Linked DNA regions of Rattus norvegicus: region 1 is linked to region 2. A link is a contact called in public Hi-C data. All regions are on one chromosome and are shown on one strand. Each heading gives the region's core, a stretch centred on a gene start, on an enhancer-like site or on the middle of the called end of the contact. The rest is flanking DNA. Distances are from core to core; before and after follow the strand shown. Region 1 overlaps Zfand3 (zinc finger AN1-type containing 3). Region 2 overlaps Zfand3 (zinc finger AN1-type containing 3).

Region 1 (6,438 bases), core at 572-3,071, 43 kb after region 2:
AGTGATTGTGTGTTACCTAAATATGTGTTCTGGAGGGCAGAGGCGTTGCCCTCCCTGTTGTCTCCCACCATTGGGGTTGATTGGGGTACAGCAGCCTTTCCACCATGCCCGTGCTGTTTCCCCCCACTGTTCATGTCTCACTGACCATGAAAATGGGGCAGCTTGTAGGGCTCTCTGGCTGACCCCCCTGGGTGCCCCTGGCTTATGACACATGGCCTGGGTGTACTGGGGCACTTTCAGTAGGTTTTTTGCTTCGCTTCCCGTGACCTGAAGCTGTTTTCCCCCCATGCGTGTCAGCGCTCTTTAGCCTAGGATGCAGAGTGCAGTGCTACCTTTCCTCCTCTGCTCAGCCCAGCACAGACCACAAATACCAAGCAGACGGCCAGTGAGCACTGTTCACTCCTTCCCAGCACTGGAGCATGGCTCCTGTTAGTTGAGGTTTCAGTACCTCTGCTTCTCCAAGATCAGTATCAGTGAAGTTTGTCTAATTCTGGAAAGTACCGTCATTCAAGCGGGCCCAAGTCTTGATTGATGAGGTCACACAACACAGGTCCTGGAGACACAGGCTCCAACAAGGCAGCACTTGAGCTCTCCCTCCCTGTTTGCCAGCAGGAGACAGCAGCACCCTGTATAGCATGGAAACTGGTCTCTCTGAGAGCATCTTTTGGAGAGTAGGGGGCACAGACAGGGTTTCTGTGCATAGCCCTGCCTGTCCTGGAACTAGCTCCATAGCCCAGTGTGGCCTCAAACAGAGATCCACCTGCCTCTGCGTCTCCGGTGTTGGGAATAAAGGTGTGCGTCTTTTAGGGCCAGTCTCTTGTACAAGCCTCAGCCCTGGCTGTGCTGGCATGTTCTTGGGGTGTCGGCACTCTTGGTGGTGTTGGCACTGCAGCTTTTCAGTCTGTGAGATTCAGAACCAGGCTGCTGGGGAGCCAAGTCCCTGGGAGAGAGCCACAAGGGCCTTGAGAGGTCTGGGCTGGGCTAGCAGAGAAGCTGCTCCGCCTGACGGATGGGGAAGAGGACTTACCACATCTCAGCCCTGCTGAGGCGGACTTGACACAGTGGCGTTGTGTCAGTGGTCACTGAGTACTCAGAAGCACCAGGCGCTGGCCCTCCCAGGGCTGCCTTTCAGAGGCTCCACTCACTGGGCGCATCTCAGGAAGATCCTCCAGGGCTGCAGGGAGCAGGTCTGTGCCAGGGTTGAATGCTCTCCCAAGCCAGAAGTTTCTGGTGAAGCTTGGTATTTGTGGTATTTAATTGTCAGGATGCCTGCTTTTGCTGCTCAGGAAGTGGCTGGATCTTGGCCGTATGGGACGGCGGACAGAGGATGCTCCAGTTAAAGACAGTCATGTGGACCTGCTACCCCCAAACCCTCACAGGCAGTCTGGCAGCTACCGTTGGAGCCTCGCAGGGCCCAACAAGCCTCTTCTTCCTCCTTGATGGTCAGGATGTGCCATACAGGCCAACATCCATCTCGATCTGGGTCAGTCCTGGCCCTTGGGAGGGGGCAACTGAGTTAACACAGGAAGGCTTGTGAGTCCTTGTCATTGATACACAGGGGGTGACATGCTTCTCTACCTGCCCTGCCAAGTTACAGATTTATCCAGGAAGAGAGGGAAGGCTCTAGATTTATAAGTTAAGGGGCCAGGTTTATGTTAATACTCTTGCTTCAATTAAATTGCTCTTCCCTGGAGCCCAGTTGTTGCACGAGGATTAATTTTCTGTTGAATCTTGAGTAACCGAACAAAGTCCTAGTGCCAGGTTGAGAAGCGAGCAGTGTGGAGGCCTGTGGTGAAGTTAATCTCCACCCAGCTCATCTGTGACCTCAGAGTCACATCAGTCACGGTGCCTGAGACGCCCTGGTCACTCCCAGAACTAGAACTGCACAGGCTGGACTTGTTGGGGGTTGAGAAGGACACCTTTGTTAACGTTGTGTTCCTTTGTTGCTAGAAGGGATCCGTTTCTGTCTTTAGTGAGTTGTCTGTAGATAAGGTTATTTTACTGTCCATCTTGACTGAATTCTAGAAGAGGAGTGAGAACCTCCACCTCTGTGCTGTGTCTGCTGGGGAGGTGTGCAGCACACCGTGTGCCCAGAGTGGAACCATCACCAAGGTATAAAGCGACAGTGAGGAGTGTGGGGCTTGGAGCAGGCTGGCTGGGAGGAGTCGTCCTGGACAGAGAAGGCAGTGTGGGCCTGAGGGACAGCCAGTGCTGTGGGTCCTGGTGGTGTGGCAGGAGCCCAGTGCAGGAGAGTGGGGGCGGCAGTGCCCAGCCGGGGCTTGTTGGCCTCGCTAAGTTTATTATATTTATAACTGAAGGGTTTCGAGCACCAGAGTGACATCATCTGATTTACATTCTGAAAATCCCCCTGTGGTAGAGAAGCAGAAATGCTTGTGCATGTAGGCCCTCAAGAATACTTAGAGGCTGGTGGCCATGGTGACTTGGCCTCTATGGAAGCGTTAACAGAAAATGAGATGAGAGACTTGGTGATTGTTATTTTATACAATTTGAAGTTTATTATATTCATATATTCCATTATTGTACTCAAAGAGGAACTAACACATGAAGCAAGCATGTCCTAATGGTGTAGCCCTATGTCCAGAGTCCTTACGCATGCTGCAGGAGAGCGGCCTCTGCAAGCCCTGTGGGCCCTGGCCTCCCAGCCCCTCTGTGCCTGCTCCTTGGGCAGGCTGCCCTGGTTCCTGCCTGCTGTCCAGCGGAGAGCAGGACACGTGCAGGATGTGGTTTAGAGCTTGTCTAAGAAACCACTCGTGATGATAGTGAGGTCCGTGTGAGGAGAAGGGAAGGGGAGGAATCTGGGGTCTAGCGTGAATCCCAGCTGGGTGGGCAGTCGCCTTTATGAGGCAGAAAGATGAAGTCAGTCGTGGAGGCCCAGGAGGACCGAGGTTCTGTTCTGAGCCAGGACTGCAGAGCCTGTGGAATCTGCAGTCTGATACCTGAGCTGGAGCTCTTCTGTAAGGGGCTCAGCACCGGGTGCCAGTGGGACTTCATGCAGGGTCCTAGCCAGTGAGGAGGGAAGTTCCAAAGGGTGACATCACAAAGCATGGGCAAGCACAGATGAGAGCTCTGGGTCTGGGGCCCTGGCAGGTGACCTCTGAGCACTCGATCCGTGCTCCATCCCGTTCTGGTTCTTGGATGATGACTTTCCCTCTCGCATGTGAAGCCAGGGCTGGAGGAAAGTGCGAAGCAGATACAGTCCATGCCCAGCCCCCGCAGCTGCTTTCCGTGTGCAGCTGATGATTCTGCTGTGGGCATTGGGTCAGCGGATGGGATGTAGTCTAGGGATTCCCGCTGGTGGTGTGTGCATGGCTGACGCTTTCCGGCAAGTGGAGCTGACCACCTGGTGTTCCCAACGCGCCCTTGTGAGCGAGCTGGGACGGGTGAGCTGTCCCGAGGCTGAAGAAACTTCCTTGCTGGGAAGATAGGATTTGGTTTTCCAAGGAGCTTCTTGGTCATTTTAGATACAGAGGTCAGGGACATTAATTAACCTTGTTTTGTTTTTTGTCTCATGTAGCCCAGGATGGTTTTGTACTTCTGATCCTCTAACACCTTCCAAGCTGCTGGAATTATGGGCAGTGGCACTGTGCTTGGATTTATGCCATGGGGAGGGGTTGCTACATCCCCAGTACATTAATCTAAAATGACTCTTTAGATACCGTATCTGATCCCTGCAGCGCTGTGGTCTGGAGATGGCCCTCACCAAGTTTTAAGGGGACGCATAGGCTCCGCTTGCCTGATTCAGAAGTGGAGTGAGTGACCGAAGTCTGGGACCTCGGAGGGTTGGGCTGCTGTCCTGTCCTCTTCCGTGTCCTCTTCCGTGTCCTCTTCCGGCTGCTGGCTGCTCGCTCACACCGCACACCCGCAGAGCCATTTGCATGTCTGGTCCTCAGCCTCCTCAGTGTTCAGATCTGCTTGAGCCGCTCACATTTGAAACTCAGATGAGCAGGGAGGGAAGTGTACACGTTAGGTAGAAACCCCGAGTGGCTGCGCTGAGCCTTGTCCCATCCCTGTCTTTAATAAAACAGCGTGTCTGGGCTTTCAAGTGGGAGGTGTTCAGGAAAGCAAGTGCCTAATTAATTAAAACCGAGAGCCAGCGCTACTTGGGTCAGCTGACTTTACTCTATGATGAAGCTGGTCCGCAGCTTCTGCTGGGTGTGGGTTAAGTGCAGACACTGAGGAGTGTGGGTTCGACTGCCATCTTGTTGCTCTCAATGGCTCACAGAAAAAGGCAGACTGACCCGTGGTCAGCCGCAGGGAACTGTGAGCTGGCTGCGCTGTTTTGCCCCAGGCCGCCTCCGCACTGGTTTGGGTGACAGTCAGGTGCCCCTTGGGCAATGATTGTGGTCAGGGTTTCACAGGAGCAGAACAAGGGCTGCTGCTGCTGCTGCTGCTGCTGCTGCTGCTGCTGCTGCTCCTGCTGCTGCTGCTGCTGCTGCTGCTGCTGCTGCTGCTGCTGCTGCTGCTGCTGGAACACTTAGGGCCAGGGCCTGCCTGCTGCTGTGGTGCCCATGCTTGTTCCCAGTGTCCAGGGTGGACTGTCGCCTCCTGGGAGCATCAGCTATGGTTGAGGGCGCCTGGATTAAGAGGGCGAGCTTTGGCTTGAGTGCTCAAGGCTGTAGGGTGAGGAGAGGTCTGCATCCCAGCAGATGGCAGTTTCACACATCAGTCACATCTGTGGCATGGGGCTGGCTAGAGCCGTGTGTTCTGTGTCTGAATCCAGATGTCTGAGAGCTCCATGCTGGGCCTCTGGCTTCTCCTTCCACTTCTCGCATGCGTGCGTGGCTGCACTTAGAGCGATGAGGAGGAGGCATTGGAGGCTGTGGAACAGGGGCTGTGGACAGTGAGGAGCTGGCATAGTTGGAGCTGGGAAGCAAACCCAGGCCGTCTTTTGTTGTGTGTGCTTTTAACCACGGAGCCATTTTCACTGCAGCCCACTTCTGCGTTCACGGTGACTCAACTGGTGGCCTCTGCTCTCTCCTCATGCAGGTTTCATTGTAGAAGGTAGACTTGCATGGTGTGGCCACTTGCCTTCCTAGTGCTGTCTGCTGAGTTGATGGGGTCTTCTCAGGTTACCCAGCCCCTCTGGAGACCGCCCAGCCCACACCATAGGTCATAGGAATGGTACATGTGTGCTCGGTCCTCTCTAGCTCTCCATCCCTGTTCTGAGTGGTCTCAGGATTGGGGACAGTGGCTGGTCCACGTAGAGAAAAGGGTGCAGCCTGTGGGGTGGGCTTAGAGGGCCAGCTGTGCTTGGTCCTCCTTTTTTAATGCAGGGCGTGTCCTATGTTGCCCACCCAAGCCAGTAAGTGAAGAGACACCCACCGAGCTGGGTGGGTGAGGGCAAGCCCGCACACCGCAGTGCTTTTCATCTGCATGCGGCTGAGAAGGGGTGTGGGGCTCTGTGATGACCCCTGGGTGACAGGAGTGAGTCTCACCTGAGGCATCGATGATTTCACAGCTTTGTCGCTTGATTCTCCACCCATCTGGTGGCACTTTTTGGGGTCTTTTTCAAGAAAGGACCCAAATCGCGTTTGTCCTGCCTCTGTTTCTGAGAACCCTAGAACTTGCAGGCCTCCTGCCTTGCCTTCTAGTTTCTCATGAGTGACTTAGAGAAATGCCAAGGCTAGCCCAGCTGAAAGCAGGGAGTAACCTCAGGTCCTTTGTCACTCAAGAACGGCCATCTCCAGTGATGTAGAGTTCACGGTCCCCACAGCAGTTTTTGGAAACAGGTCTGTGTCCCCAAGAAGGGAAGGTTCAGATCGATTACTCCATCTGCTCTGCCTGTGCTCATCTCCAGCCCTTTCTTGTAAGAAACTTCACAGTTTCTTTTGTTTTAAAATGAAATTCCACCTACCTCCCTGTCCGCACTTACCCACAGTGCAGGGCGCGCCGCTCCCAGCAGCACCAGACTGCGGTAGCTGGCCTGTGCCTGGTGAAAGATCATGGCAGGACTGGAGTGTAACCTGCATCTAATAACCCAGCCTCGGCATGGCCATGGAGACCTGGGCACACGTCCCCTGGCCCTCCCTGTGCATTACCTGTGACGTTGAAGTGCAGCTGCTGCTGAGTAAGTTTCCAGCGTGCAGAGCTCAGAGCAGGCTCTGGATGCATCTGACAGGTGTGCAGAGCATGGGCCTGCAATGGATGCTCGTGGCTCTAAGAACCTTGTCAAAGGAAGGGGACACTCTGACACTGGCCCCTCTGGATCTGCTTTGACTAGGATCTGAGTTAGGCTGATCAGTTCCCAGCTCAGGAGAGACCACCCTCCCAAAGGAAGGGGCAGCGGGGTCACTGCTCTTCTGCAAGAGCTGTGCCAGGGCTTGTGCCCCAGCCGGCCTGGCAGTCGTCCCTTCCCTCTCTTCCCCTACCCCCAACCCCATAGACGCGGGCTTTGTTCCTGAAAGATGATTTAGCTTT
Region 2 (5,699 bases), core at 1,175-3,674:
TGTTTGTTTTCTGGTCTTCACGAAATCCCCCAGAGTCACACAGTGCGCCCTCACCTCACCCTTTGTACTGAGGATTCCATCCTGTTTAGAACAGGAGTGGAGCAGAGCTCGAGGTACACTGTAGGTGCAGCTTGGTGGAGGGGACATCTTTATTTGACCCTTGTCATCAGCTCTCAGTACCATTTTGTTGACTGGAACCATGTTGGGCACATACAGAATTCTTGTTGGTGGAAACCCTTCCCATAATTGTGCATATCTATTAGTAGTTGGTTTGTAATTAATTGTATAAGAGCACGTGTTATCCTCTCTACTGCCTGCTCTGACTGTCCTGCAAGGTTGTGTGGTTTGGTTGGATGGTGGTGCGCACACCCTTAAGCCCAGCACTTGGGAGGCAGAGGCAGGCAGATCCTGTGAGTTCCAGGACAGCAAGGGCGGCACAGAGAAACCCTGTGTCAAACATACACACGGTGCCTGTGATTTAGATGACACATAGTGTAGCACACACAGGGTATACTCACAGGCTTTTGATGAGTGTTCCATAGGTTACTGTCTGTGGGGTATGTTGTGATCGCTGGTGATTATGTCAGCTTTTCGGGGCTCAGCTGTGCTTGCGTGTTCGTTACTCTGATGGAGTGAATGCACTGGTCTAGGCTGCTGGGTTAACGAGCTCTCTGGGGGACTCTGTTGTGGTGATGCATGCTGGGTGTGCTCTGCAGCTATAAGGTTATTTGCATTTTTTGCCAAAGCCTACTGAGATTTATTGACTAGGAATATTTTTTTAAGAGATAAACTCTTAACCTTCAGGTGAGGTAAAATTTCTTTTACGTGATAATCACCTGGGCTTTTGCAGGCTTGGCCTGTTTGTTCATTCATGGGTTGCTGATGCTTCTTTTGTTGTTTGGTTCCAGTACTTGTCTCTCCTCCTAGTTTTCCTGGATGGCTTCTTTGATGTTCTTTAAGAAAGAGTTCTGATACACTCTCACTGACTTCTCCACCATGTATCCAACTTAGAAACATGCACAAGTGTCCTGTTCACCTGATTTACTCTGTAAAGAATTCCACAGTTACCACTTAGGAGCCTGTGTCTCAAAAAGTTATGTGTGTATGTTTTGCCTTCATGTATATATATGTACGTGTGTGTGTGTGTGTGTGTGTGTGTGTGTAAGCACTGTATCTGTGCCTGCGGAGGCCAGAAAGAGGGCATTGGATTCCCTGGCTGGGGGCCAAACCTGGGTCTGCTGAAAAAGCAAGTGCTGTCAGACACCACCACCTCTCCAGCCCCGGAGTCTGCTTTACAGTGTCTCAGAGGATACTCTGTTTCAGTCCGATGGTTGCTCTATAATTCATTCTAATACAGCTTGAGTATCTATCTTAATTTCTATTGCTATGTTAAGCACCACGACCATTAGCAACTTGAAGAGAAATGGGTTTATTTCATCTTCCAGCCTGAGGTCTTCATCATCCAGGGAAGTCAGGACAGGAACTCAAGGCAGGAACCTGGCTGCAGATGGCTGCAGAAACCGATGCAGAGGTCATGAAGGAGTGGTGGTTACTAGCTTGTTCATCATGGATTGCTCACCCTGCTTCCTTATACCCTCCAGGACCCCCTGCCGAGGGGTAGTGCCACCTACACAATGGACTTGGCCCCTTCCACATCAACCCTTCTTCAATAAAATGGACCTCAGCTTGCCTGCCGCCTGTTATGGTGGAAGCATTTTCTCAATTGAGGTTTCTTCTTACTAAAATGACTCTTAAGTTGTGTCAAGTTGACATAAAACTACTTAAGACAGTGCCCCTAATCCAAACATCCAAAGTGGTCCAAAATCAGACTTGGGAGACAGAAAAGATAATTCCACATTTGATTTCATGTCCTGGACCACTAAAATGCTGTGTTCAGTTAGCTGAGGGTGTGTGTACAGGGTCTGGGTGAAGTATAATAGAATGTGACATTCAGTCTTGGGACCTCCTGTCCTCAAGATGACTTTATGTAATAGTCCAAAACCCACTAAAAACAACCAACCAGCCAAACAAACAAAAAATCCAAATACAAAATATTTTTGATCCTAAGTATTTTGTATAAAGGATTCTCAACCTGTATTCTATTCTTTGTGTTCCCTTTATATTATACCTCCATTAAAAGGTTTTAAAAATCTTTTTGCCTCCGTAATTAGTTCTGCCAGCCCATATTTTAAATTCATGAGTGTTGGTAAATGCCCACTGTGATGAGACACAGCAGAAAGCCTCACGGTTTATAAAGCCTTTTGCAGAGATAGTCTACCATGAACTCCCTGGCTTTTGACAACTTTTTTGTTTCTTTTTGTTGTGAAAGAAATGGGAATGTTGCCATTGGCACAGTAACAACAGGATATGTGGATTCTGGACCCACAGTGTTTTGGAGAGCCCTAAGCCAGAGTCTAGACCAGTCTGGAGAAGACGGGCACGTGTGGTTGGCTCACCGCCTCTTCTGTTACTCATTTTCAAAACTCAGGTGCCCTTGTAAGCACCTCAGATTTTAATACATGTTATTTATATATATATCTGCTGTGGGCAGCATTTGCAGGAATAAACACTCAGTTGAACTACCCTGCCCTCTGAGTTTTCTAATTTTTCTTGGCTCATTTTCTCATTCTTGCGTCTTCCAGGGGATGTTGGTCAGTGACGCCCTTCCCCTTGCTTGGCATTCCTTACCTGTTATGCTTTGGCCCTTGGTTCTTCTTCTTGCACCACTGACTGCTGCTGTCGAGGTCCTTCAGTGCCTAAGTTCTGTCTTCCGAGTAAGCTGCAGCCCATAGAAGTCTGAGACTGATCTGTGGGTGTGTGAGTTCTCTTGGAAGCGAACGGCAGGCTTCCTTGGTTCTTCCCCCTCTTTAAGGATGCCCCTTATGTGTCCTCACCTTGTGAGGGCTGCTGCCCTTACGGCCTTGGTAAGGAAAGAGACTGGGCTGGTGCACACCACCTTCCCATGACCTCGCTGACACTGCTCCCAGCAACAGGTCCTGGAGCTCTCTCATCATTTCTGCCTTTCAGTGAGCGATTTCAATGATAAAAGTCTACTCATAGATGACATAACACTGTGCCAAGTAACTGTTTGCCTCCATCAGTCACCCGACAAGGCTTTTCAGAGTAACAGCTAGCACTGCCTGTCTGTTCTCTTCTGTTCATTCGTAGTCGCCAACGTTGCTTTCGGGGCAAACTGAGAGTTACTGACTGGCCTTAATACAGCAGCTTCCTGTCTACCTGGTTAGGACATAGTCATTGAGAGGTGTTGGGGGTAATCAGTATCAGCTTCGTGTTGTGTTGATAGCCCTTCTCCTACAGATAAAAGTGCTGTTTTCCAAGCCTCCTGCTAACTAACTCCTGTCCACACTGTGAGATCTCTGTGCGCACCAAGACCCCATGAAGACACATCAGGCATGCTTCTTAGAAGAAAACTAAATGTTCTCCCTTGATTAGAAGTGCTTTCTTTATATACAAAACAATCCTTATTTCTTCTGATAAGCTCGTTGCTATTCCATAGGGAGTGAGTGTCCTTCTTTGAGGCCAGTTTTACAGGGAATTCCAAGAATAGTGATCACGGAGATTTAAAAAGGGCATACATCTCCTCGATTGCTTTGAGGAAGAACTCAGTTCCCCCAAATTTGGGTAAATTCTTCTCTCCTAGGTCTAAATTCTAATCAAATTTTCCTTTAACTTTTCAACATTGTGTGAGACTTAGGAATGTTTTATGAAAGGTACATTACACTCTGTAGAAAGACTGGAACTTTATAGAGTCAATGCTAAGCTAAAATATAAACTCCTTAGAGACTATGCCTGGTCCCCTCCTTCCTTAGAGACTATGCCTGGTCCCCTCCTTCCTTAGAGACTATGCCTGGTCCTCTCCTCTGCTGATGCTCCCAGCGCATCTGCAGGGGGCCTGTCCTTTGTAGGTTTCTCATTCATCGTGGCAGCTATGGACATGTGGAAGGACCCTGACTGATGTTGCCTACTTTTTTGTTTTCAGGTGGGCCATGCACAGACACAGCTCATGTCTCGTTAATCACACCAACCAAAAGATCCTGTGGTGCAGGTATGTACACCATTCTTACCCGAATTCTTCCAAGATGTCAGCCACTGGTTCTAACTTGGTATGTATACCCCAGGGGATTGTCTAATGATGTATTTTGTACTTGAGGTTGGGTAGAATTTGGTCAGAAGTGAGAGTGATGTTGCTAGGAGACATGTGGCCTGCATAGTGCTGGCAGCCAGGTCCAGCAAAGTGGGCATCAAAATTACCAACTCGATAAGACTCCAAGGATGGCAAGATATGAAACAGGCACGGAATACAGAGTATTGGGCAGTGTGTCTAAGTTCCAGACTCCTTTCAAACAGTGTTCAAATGATAGGTGATGACAGCATAAAGAAGCTGTATATGGAGGAAGCTAACATCCTGGTACTTGTCTCAGGGGCTTGTGAAGTTACTTGTTGATGCTGAAGCTGCGGGCGGGGTCTGCTGGATTCAGTGTTTTCACATGGACAGTGCCCAAACATCTTTGCATCTGTGACATTTTTATTAAGCATGAAGTCATGAATCTTGTAGACCTTTAAGAAGCAGACCTAATGGGGCTGGGGATTTAGCTCAGTGGTAGAGCGCTTACCTAGGAAGCACAAGGCCCTGGGTTCGGTCCCCAGCTCCGAAAAAAAGAACCAAAAAAAAAAAAAAAAAAAAAAAAAAAAAAGAAGCAGACCTAATGCCCACTGCTCCCTTAGCCTATAGCTTATTTATTTTAAATGGTTTGCCGTTCTAGTAACACTACCTGCTGTTTAAAATATCTAAGGTTTATATTCATATTATATTGTTTTCTAAAGGTCACAGTCGAGATGTTCTTCATAACTTAACTCAGTCCTTTTAAACTCTCAAAGAGAAACAGGATAAACTGTTTCCACGTGCAGCTTAAAGCCTTGACTGCAGTGAACACAGTTGTTGAGGACAGTATGCACATGATGTGCAAAGCTCTTAAAAAATTTGATTGACTCTGTCCTTCCCAGTGGCCATCTTGGAGGCAGAGGTGTGTGAAAGTGTCCTGGCATCCATCAGTGCTGCTGTGCCCTGTGAGGAAGCTCTCCAGGCAGAGTCGTGTCTGCCCGAGTGAGGCACAGAGCACTTGCCCTGGAGTGCAGTCAGTTGTGCTCCTGTCTGTTGGGAGCTTGGGAGAGTAGCTCTGAAGATGGGTCTCATTGTGAATGATGGTGGGTGCCCAGGACACGGAGAGGGTTTCCTGAGTAAGATGGCGAGCGAGTAGTCTGACAGGACTTGCCTGTCAGCCTTGCAGATGCTCGAGTCTGTGTCGTATTACATTGCACTTTACATTTTCATTGGGTGCGTTTTTGTTTTGGTGGTGTTTTCTTTCTGACTTACAGTAAAAAGCTCGTCACTGATTAACATTTGGAAAAACAAAGGCACAAGTTTGGTGATAGTGTTTAGTAATGCACTTTATAAATGCTGTTTCTAAAACTAGGTTAGATTTCAGTTTTTTGTTTTTGTTTTATTCTTACAAAATGTGTGCTTTTTTTTTAAGTTGACATGTCAAGTCTGTTTATATCCATAACCGTATCTCCAGGTTCAGTGTAAGGAGAGGGCTATCTATAGCTCACGCAGTGCGTGCTGACTAGTTCATCGTTGTTATTTATGGCTGTAGTAGTTATGTTTTAATGTTATCAAA

The links. A called contact is a pair of places that touch in the nucleus more often than the background predicts.
Region 1: a Hi-C map of kidney shows a contact between it and region 2, with 1.7 times the contacts expected there. The contact joins two enhancer-like sites. A contact is called at or near these places in 2 of 12 Hi-C or Micro-C datasets (hepatocytes and kidney).

Annotation. Positions count from the first base shown.
Region 1 is chr20:8,271,285-8,277,722 of GRCr8, forward strand. All of the region lies in intron 5 of Zfand3 (zinc finger AN1-type containing 3), which reads left to right. Among named protein-coding and RNA genes, the nearest start is that of Zfand3, 190 kb to the left of the region's middle. Within about 2 kb of position 1,822, at least 7 of the 93 cell types and tissues checked have an H3K27ac peak or open chromatin away from gene starts, as enhancers often do. A contact at or near this core is called in kidney, where this site is marked.
Region 2 is chr20:8,227,862-8,233,560 of GRCr8, forward strand. It overlaps Zfand3 (zinc finger AN1-type containing 3), which reads left to right. Exons shown (of 6, transcript NM_001012175.1): 4 at 4,001-4,066. Among named protein-coding and RNA genes, the nearest start is that of Zfand3, 150 kb to the left of the region's middle. Within about 2 kb of position 2,425, at least 6 of the 93 cell types and tissues checked have an H3K27ac peak or open chromatin away from gene starts, as enhancers often do. A contact at or near this core is called in kidney, where this site is marked.